Regions from separate parts of the Sus scrofa genome. Here region 1 is linked to region 2. The links are chromatin contacts, called in public HiChIP or PLAC-seq maps. All regions are on one chromosome and are shown on one strand. The core of a region is the stretch at or near the end of the contact, and the rest is flanking DNA. Distances in the headings are between cores, read along the strand shown.

Region 1 (4,112 bases), core at 16-2,515, 240 kb after region 2:
AATTAAATTAAATTGAAAAAATAAGGCGCTGAATACATAATAATAAAAAAAGAATAGCTTTGGCTTTTGATTTAAGATAAGAAGCATTTGCAGAGTTCCTGCTGTGGCTCAGCAGGTTAAGAACCTGACTAGTATCCGTGAGGATGTGGATTTGATGCTGCGTTGCCACAAGCTTCGGCGTAGTTTGCAGATGCAGCTCAGGTCCCGGGTTTCTGTGGTTGCGGCGTAGGCCAGCAGCTGCAGCTCTGATTTGACCTCTAGCCTGGGAACGTCCATGTGCCACAGGTGTGGCACTAAGAGGAAAAAAAAAAATTGAAAAAAGAAGCATGTTCACACTAAGAGATTTTTTTAAAAAAAGAAAAAGCAAGAATGATTGATTAATTTTATTTAATGTACTTTGTAGAACTGATTAAGGTTCTTGTGCCATTTTTATTTTTATAGTTTTCCATTTGAAGTGCAAGTACCGTTTGTTAGCCTTTAGAATTACATAAGGCAGAACTAAGGTGAATACATACGATCCCCACCACATTATATCATAAGGTACTTTTGTGAACAGCAACTCTGAACTTGAACTCTGTGTTAAAGTCTTGATTGCACATGCCTATTAATAAAAAATATTGGGGACCCCCCAAATATATACAAATATACACACACACACATATATATATAAATACATATATTTGTGGTGTTTTGCACTGTACTTTGCATAGTATATATACAATATACATTGTAAAATACAATAAATTAAAATTTTCAAAAATAAACATTCTGGTCTCTTCCCCTTACTCCAAAAAATCAGCTTGCACATACCCTATTTCGGAGACCATTCCTATAAAAGAAGAGTATTAGTGGGATATTTGGGGGTTCCTTCTACCATGGGCACTCACAGAGTCTTGTGAAAATTCTGCACCCTCATTTCTATCTGTCACCAAGGATAACAAATAATGCCCTCTGGAGCTTGAGCATGAAGAATTTTTTAAACTGGTGGGATTAAACTCACTTTTGGCAAAGGCACACACACACTCACACACACAGAGAAAAGCAGGTTATGCAATTCTGCCTGACCTTATGCAAGTTACGCAGCCTCTTTGGGACTCAGTTTCCTCATTACTAACATGGCAGGGTTAGGCTAGAGAGCTGCCAAGCCGCTTCTCGCACTGACATTTTGTGACAGTGATGTTGCTGGCAGCTTGGGGATGGTGGGTAATCAGATCTGCACATCACTCAGCCAGGCAGCTCTGACGTTAGGAAATCAAGCAGAGTCAGTCCTAGGTGGATGACCAGGAGCGCAGGGTGCACTCAGGCCGGTCCTGGCCATCCCCAGGGGCAACCCTGGCACCAGTCAAAGCAATGGGACCTGAAGAATTTGGAAATCTTTAGAAGGAATCAGAGAAAAACAACATAAGGACTAAAGCCTTGGAAAATGGATCCTCTGAGGAAAACTCACAGACATGGAATTCCTCAGGTTAGAGAAGGGCATTTAAGATGGATCGAGCCTCAAGCTCCTGGCATTTGAGCAAATGTTTGAAAGAGATTGTGACAGTCTCAGATGAAGTACTTTTGGGTGCAAAGAAGAGACCTATTCTAACTAGATCCCAGAAATCCACAGCCAGAAACACAAGTGTAACCAGGACTCCCGGGGACAGAAGGCTGTGGGGAGCTCGGCCAATGCTCTCTTAGCAACTTCATGTTCTGCATATTCCCCAAACCTCTGCTCTCCTCTTCTTACTCCCACTTTCCACTTCACGGCAGGAAGGTCAGCTTCCAGCCAGACATCTTGGCCCCCACTCCATAGCTACACTTTCAACACCCGTGACCATTGTCCATTGGCCCAATTTTTCCTCTTCCCAGTTTAGATGCCCCTGAAAGGATTTATTTATCCCAGCCCATCTTTTTGAGCCAGGCCACCCCAGTCGTTGGTCATCATTGGTGGGTCCCCCATAAGTGGACCCCCAACCCTGTTCCAATCATGTGAGGAGGGGAGATGAGTCATGTGTGTAGAACATGGCTGTTTAGGGCAGATTTCCTCAGATAGGCATGTGGGCAAACTGGCTGTGAGAAGCATCTTCAGCTCTTCAGCAAAGGGACCAATTGTCTTTTTTTTTTTTTTTTTTCCGCTTTTTAGGGCTACACCTATAGTATATGGAAGTTCCCAGCTTTGGGATCAAATCAGAGCTGCAGTTGCCAGCCTACATCACAGACACAGCAAAGTGGGATCCAAGCCACGTCTGAGACCTATACCGTAGCTCATGACTACACCAGATCCTTAACCCATGGAACAAGGCTAGAGATTGAACCTTCATCCTCATGGATCCTAGTTGGGGTCATAACTCCCCGAGCCACAGCAGGAACTCCCACCAACTGTCTTTTAATCTGACACTGAAATGAAAATAAAATAAGTCTGATCCTGAGCTCTTCTACGGAAGAAAAATGTAATCGCACCACTCAGGACAGTCTTTGAAATTATCTGGGACTCCTCCTGCCTCAAGGTGCTTTGACACAGGGCTCCCTGGAGGTGGTAGCCTGACCCACAGGGCCTCTGAGAGTCTCCTTTGGCCTGTTGGCCTGGAAGAATAGAAGGTCACTACCCCTGGTGGAGCCTAATTTCACCATCAAGCTTGGCTGATGGGAGATTAGCTATTTGAAGACTTTCCGGTATCTTCGGATTAAGCGGTAACCAGAAGATACCAGAAACCATCCAAGGACTTTAAGGACTTCCCTGGTTGGCTTGGCCTGTTTGCATCTATTCTGAATATCCAGTTTCTACCCAGAACCAATACCCAACTCAATTCCTCTGAGTCACTATCCTCCCATTCTTTGTTACATGTGGCTCTTCTGCTCAGCATCCTGCCCAGAAACCCCCATCCTCTTCCAGCACATAGAAAATAAGACATTCATGAACAAGTGGGTTCATGGCCTTTTCTTCTGTGCTGGCTTTAATCACACTACCAGCCTCATGTAGATGCAGGCAAAAAACCCAACCTCAAATGCAAGGGCCTTGAGAACATAGGGTTCAAAGGAGAGTAAGGCTTCATCTACCCAAAACACAACTACCCAGACACCTCACTATCTAAAATCAGACCAGAATCTGGAGATGAGCCAAGTGACATCTAAGTGGCCAGAATTATCTGCATAGGCGCATATTGGTTTATTTAAAGCAGCATATAATTCAAAGCAACTGTCCCCAGAGGACTAGATGAACTCTTACCCTCTCAGAAAGACTGAATCCCGTAGGAATAGAAAAGGCTGAATTCCTCACTCCTATTCTATTTACTTTTTGTTTACACAGAATTTTAACGAGTTTGCATGTCTGGTTTCTTAACCCAGAACAGGCTAAAAGAAGTTAGGCCATGAGGTCACTACAGGTAAAGTGATACGCTCCCTGATAAAAAGAAAACCCAGGAACCTCTCCCAAAAGCACCGTGATAGGGCCACACATATCGCAAAGGTTTGGGACCTACTGGAAAAGCAGCACAGGGCCTAAAGTTTATAAAAATTACTCTAAACAGAACCACAATGTTCAATTAAAATCAGTATCTTCTATCTTAAACCCTGGGAAGTATGCGACTGTTTTCTAGAAAGATTGCCATCAAAAATTATTGCATTTTAAATGTGATGTTGCTGGGAGCTCCCATTGTGGCTCAGCGGGTTAAGAATCCAGCTAGGATTCATGAGGATGCGGGTTCGATCCCTGGCCTCACTCAGTGGGTTAAAGGATCCGGCATTGCTGTGAGCTGTGATGCAGATGTGGCTCAGATCCCGAGTTGCTGTGGCTGTGGCCATAGGTTGGCAGCTGCAGCTCTAATTCGACCCCTAACCTGGGAACTTCCCTATACCACAGGTGTGACCCTAAAAAGACCAAAAAAAAAAAAGTGATGTCGCAAACGGCAAACCTTTAGCCTGCTGGAAATCTCCACTATCCAGAATGATACAGTGCTTTCTAGATAACTGAGGTTTTACTATAGTTCCATTTGAACCCTCTAGACTTTTTCCTAAAGGACTGTAGGGCACCTCATCACCCAGGGAAATGATGTTACTTTGACGTATATGCTATTTCAGATAAAGCAGCAGGGGCTTAAGGAGGTTTTACTGTATTTGGTTTGCAGGCTCCG
Region 2 (4,402 bases), core at 1,076-3,575:
CAATGATGGATTCCTTAACCCACTGAGCGAGGCCAGGGATCGAACCCACAACCTCATGGTTCCCAGTCGGATTCGTTTACGCTGCATCACAACATGAATTCAGCTTTCTTGTTTAATATATCAGATCTACCAAAGTCTTCTAAATGTTGGTCCATCTTGAGGAGGCTGCGTTCTGAATTGACCTGAAAGGTAATATAAAAAAGTTCAGGAGTTCCCATTGTGTCTCAGCAGAAATCAACCCAACCAGTATCCATGAGGATGCAGGTTCGATGCCTGGCCCTGCTCAGCGGGTTAAGGATCCGGTGTTGCAGTGAGCTATGGTGTAGGTTGCAAACGTGACTCAGATTGGTATTGTTGTGGCTGTGATGTAAGCCAGCAGCTGTGGCTCCGATTTGACCCCTGTTCTGGGAACTTCCATATGCCATGAGTATGGCCCTTAAAAAAGCATAAATAAATAAATAGATAGATAAAGTTGAAACGTAAAACTTTTTAAAAAACCAGAAGCACACATTATTATCTGTGTTAGTCATTTTGATAGATCTAGATTTGCTCCATTCTGGTCAGGCTTCCAGAAGACTTCTGCAAAAACGTTGTAAGCAAATGGGCCAGTGAGTCACTGGGGAAATCTGATACTCAAGACCGAGTTGGGCCTCTTGTTTCTCCATGAATCTTCCACATTTCTCTCTAATCTTTTAAACCCAGGTCTTCTGACAACGTGTAACCCTTTGGGAACCCAGATGGTTCTATGAGTGGCTTATTGGAGGCTCTGTTCATGTCCTCTATTCCCTGAGACATGTCTATGAAATGTTCCTTATTTCTCAAACGAAGAACCTTCTTGCCACATCTGTTCGGGATCATAAGCAATAATAGTTACATAACATTTTGAGTGTCCTTGAATGAAAAGTTCCTTGGAGTTGCTGACTCTTCTTAAAAATTTCCTCAACTAACATTGTGGAAACCCATTGTCATGGAGAGAGTTGCTGAGCCAGGTCATATACACGAAACTGCAAATCTTGGGTAGTGGAAAACATCTGAGCCTTGAAGTTCTAGTCATTTATTTTAAAAGCTACCCATTTATTTCCTAGATGTTCCCACTGAGAGCTTACCCTGTGGTAGGTTTGGCTTACACAGTAAATCTCCCCACATGGATCTTCATCTTTTACCCCTTTTGGATTGTATCTAAGGGCATATGCCAGTGGGTTTCCTGAGTGAGGTCACCTAGAACCCTTGTATTCTGACTTTAACTTTCCTCTGCAGGAGTGAGGAGAAGTGGGCATTCCTGTTGGCCAGTAAAGCTTGAATTCCTGCCCCGGGTCTCCTCAGACACCGCAAGGGACTCCTAGGGACCAACACTGGGTAAAACTTAAAAGACAGAAAATGTACTGTGGCTGGGGGGGGGGGGGGAAATGCCAGTCTCTGCAGAGATACAGTAGTGTTGGGCCATGTGAGACATGGGAGGGATGGCAGTGGCCCTCCAGTCCTATGCCTTCACTTTTCAAATGGGGAACAAGGCCTAAGGAAGCCACAGAATGAGGTAGTGGCAGAATTGAGTTGGAAGCTTACTTTGATGTTCTCTTACCTGCCCAGCTGTCTGCATGGTTTAGGAGATGTAAGGAAAGACGAGTGTCAGAGGAGGGATCAGGGTGACATCTAGTTTAACTAGTGCAGTCCTTGGTGGGCTCTCAAGCCTGACCCTTCTCTGGGCCCCTCGACAATAAACTGAGAATATTGATTCGTTCTTCCTCTTTTTCCTCATCTTGGGATTATAATGATGAGAGATATTTGGCATTTTATCCGATCAGCATTGGAAACTTGGCCTTCTGCTGGAGAATTCAAAAGTTCATATCAGGGGATGTTCAGAAAATGACTTCCTTCAGAATCAGGTGGTGGAGACCAATTATTATTAAATTCATAAAGCTTTCTTTCTCTCTCTCTGCCCTCTCTTCCTCCTTCCCTTCCTCCTCCCTCCCCACCCCTTCCCTTCCCTGTGGTCCCCTCCTCCCTCCCTCCCTGCCTTCTTTCCTCCTTCCTTCCTCCCTTCCGGTGTTCTTTTGTAAACTTGTTTCTGATGACCCCTTAATTCTTGCTTTTCAAGTTCAATTACATTTCTGTTGTTACATGTATATCAGTTGTTGAGTCTTTAGTATGCAGACGTGTTGAACTTGCCCTTCTGAAATTCTTCCAGGGTCACTTCGCCTTGTGGTCTAGGTCCAGGAAATTAGAATATTTCCAACTCATCAGGGACCATCTTGGCCTGGAGCAGAAGAGGGGTCTGAATCATTACCTAAGAGAGTTTTGTAGATTGTCACAGTTGGCAGCCTCAGAACTTGAGCTAATCCTGGAAATTCTTTAATTTCCCAGAAAGAAGGTTCCACAAGGTCAGGCTGAGGTCCTCAGAGAGAGCAGAGGGAATAAAGTTTGCAACTAGTCGCTTTTACAGCTGAACTTGAAGATAAATAAAATTATACCCATTTCTTTTGGATCATCAAGCATTTGACTTTCATTTGTTCTTTACTCCTTTTTCCCTGTATGTGAAGGAAAAAAAAAAAAAAAAGAATGCATTGTAATCACTGAAATAAAAGCAAACAAACTTGTTGATTCAGTTCCCATGGTGAATGCAAGGAAGGCCAGGCCAATAGAAACAACTGAGATATTACAAAAATGTGTTTCTTTCTGGCGGCTACACAGTCAGTCCTTTATATCCAGTCATTGTAATCAGCCCATCACCCAAGACTATTTCCAAGGTCATTATTCTGGTTGTGGGGGCTGCTTCTGCAAACAAGTGTTGATTCTACTAAATGTCCTCCCTCTCAAACGCTCTTTGGGGCAAACAATGAGTATCAAAGCATCATTCAGGAAAAGAAAATGTAAAAGATCAGAGAGATAAAACACTGCAGGTTTTCTAAAGGCTTAGGCATATCTGGCTCAAGCAACACAAATTATAAACTATGAAGCCACCTGTAAAATCCTGTTTTAATTAACTTGAAGGCACATCAATGTTATTTCAATTAAAATGAAATTCCGTTTAAATGGAAAACCACCCCTCCAGGGTACCTTGGGGCCTTGCTCACATGGATTTTAGGGTTGACAGGTGAAGCCTGTATTTAGAAAAACCAAAGCAAACTCTGTTTCTTTACAGCCTACTTAAACTTTGAAGGACCTGTCATAGGTTCCTTGGAATGTAAGGAGTGTCCATGGGTAGGGCCCAGGCACAGCTCAAAATGTTATTTGCCAATTCTTTTTCTGACTCTTCCAGTCTTCTTTCTGTTCCCAGCCTCCCTTCACCTCTTCAGTCCCTGGCCTTGGTGCCCCAGGACTACCTGTCCCTACTAGCTGATTTGTCCCCTACTATCCTTGGGGTGGACTGTGGATGACACAGAGATGCTTATAAAGAGACAGGGATGCCATCTCAGGCTTACAAGCAAAATGAATCTCAGATTGTCACAAAGGGCTGGTGAAAAAAATAGAACCCCTCTTCTGAAGCTAGGGCTTCACTAAATTTTTTTTTTCTTTTTGCGTTTTCTAGGGCTGCACCTCAGCATATGGAGGTTCCCAGGCGAGGGGTCTAATCGGAGGTGTAGCTGCCAAGCCTATGCCAGAGCCACAGCAACACGGGATCCAAGCCGAGTCTGCCACCTACACCACGGCTCACGGTAACACCGGATCCTTAACCCACCAAGGAATGCCAGGGATCGAACCCGCAACTTCATGGTTCTTAGTCAGATTCGTTAACCACTGAGCCATGACAGGAACTCCAGGCTTCACTAATTGTCTAAGAGCTGGAAGGAACCCTTAAGATCCTCTAATGGAAACCCTTCTTCCATGGAGTCAAAGTGACTTGTCCAAACCCTTTAAGGCCCCTCACATGGGGCTCCTCCATCTCGACTGCCATCCCTTCCCCTCCAGCCAGTGCCCCAGTTCTGTGGACCTGCTGATTACAACACCGTCCGTGGCTAGGAAACCCTGCCCTGTCAGCGGAACCTCTTTGCAGGCGAGCGGAGTTCACGTGCACACAGCACGTCAGGAGGACGGCTGAGTTTTAGTTCCAGTTCTGCCTTGCTTTGTTGGCTTAAACGAGTCACTTCTTCCTTTGTCTCTTTCCCCTATTGGTAAGGAGAAGATAATGAACCTTTCCACCGATCAGGCTCGCTGGAGTGTTATAACGAATAATGAGGTGATATTTGTAAAGTGCTTTGAGCGGCTGGGAACGAGGAGGGGTGAGCTCAGTAGAAAGCCTTATGCGCTGCAAGCACTTATCAACTGAGCTGTTGAACAATAGTGGCGACTAAGAATACTCAGAAATGAATTCCAGGGAGGAACCCTGCTTTGAATTTAGGAGGAGGATTAGTGGGGACCTAATAGGTATTCCACTTCTCCGGTTTCTTTGGTGTCCCCTCCAACC

The links. HiChIP or PLAC-seq counts read pairs in DNA pulled down with a chosen protein or histone mark.
Region 1: an H3K27ac HiChIP or PLAC-seq map of skeletal muscle shows a contact between it and region 2. The contact joins two enhancer-like sites. A contact is called at or near these places in 2 of 47 Hi-C or Micro-C datasets (embryonic fibroblasts and heart right ventricle) and 2 of 2 datasets of contacts at active chromatin or transcription factors (alveolar macrophages and skeletal muscle).

The regions. Positions count from the first base shown.
Region 1 is chr7:92,341,941-92,346,052 of Sscrofa11.1, forward strand. LOC110261623 (a long non-coding RNA gene) reads right to left here. Exons shown (of 3, transcript XR_002345986.1): 3 at 3,814-4,112. Among named protein-coding and RNA genes, the nearest start is that of ZFP36L1, 150 kb to the right of the region's middle. Within about 2 kb of position 1,266, at least 3 of the 83 cell types and tissues checked have an H3K27ac peak or open chromatin away from gene starts, as enhancers often do. A contact at or near this core is called in skeletal muscle, where this site is marked.
Region 2 is chr7:92,101,231-92,105,632 of Sscrofa11.1, forward strand. The region is part of intron 9 of RAD51B (DNA repair protein RAD51 homolog 2); the gene reads left to right. It overlaps LOC106507734 (a long non-coding RNA gene), which reads right to left. Exons shown (of 3, transcript XR_002346146.1): 2 at 1,580-2,525; 3 at 1-182. Among named protein-coding and RNA genes, the nearest start is that of ZFP36L1, 390 kb to the right of the region's middle. Within about 2 kb of position 2,326, at least 16 of the 83 cell types and tissues checked have an H3K27ac peak or open chromatin away from gene starts, as enhancers often do. A contact at or near this core is called in skeletal muscle, where this site is marked.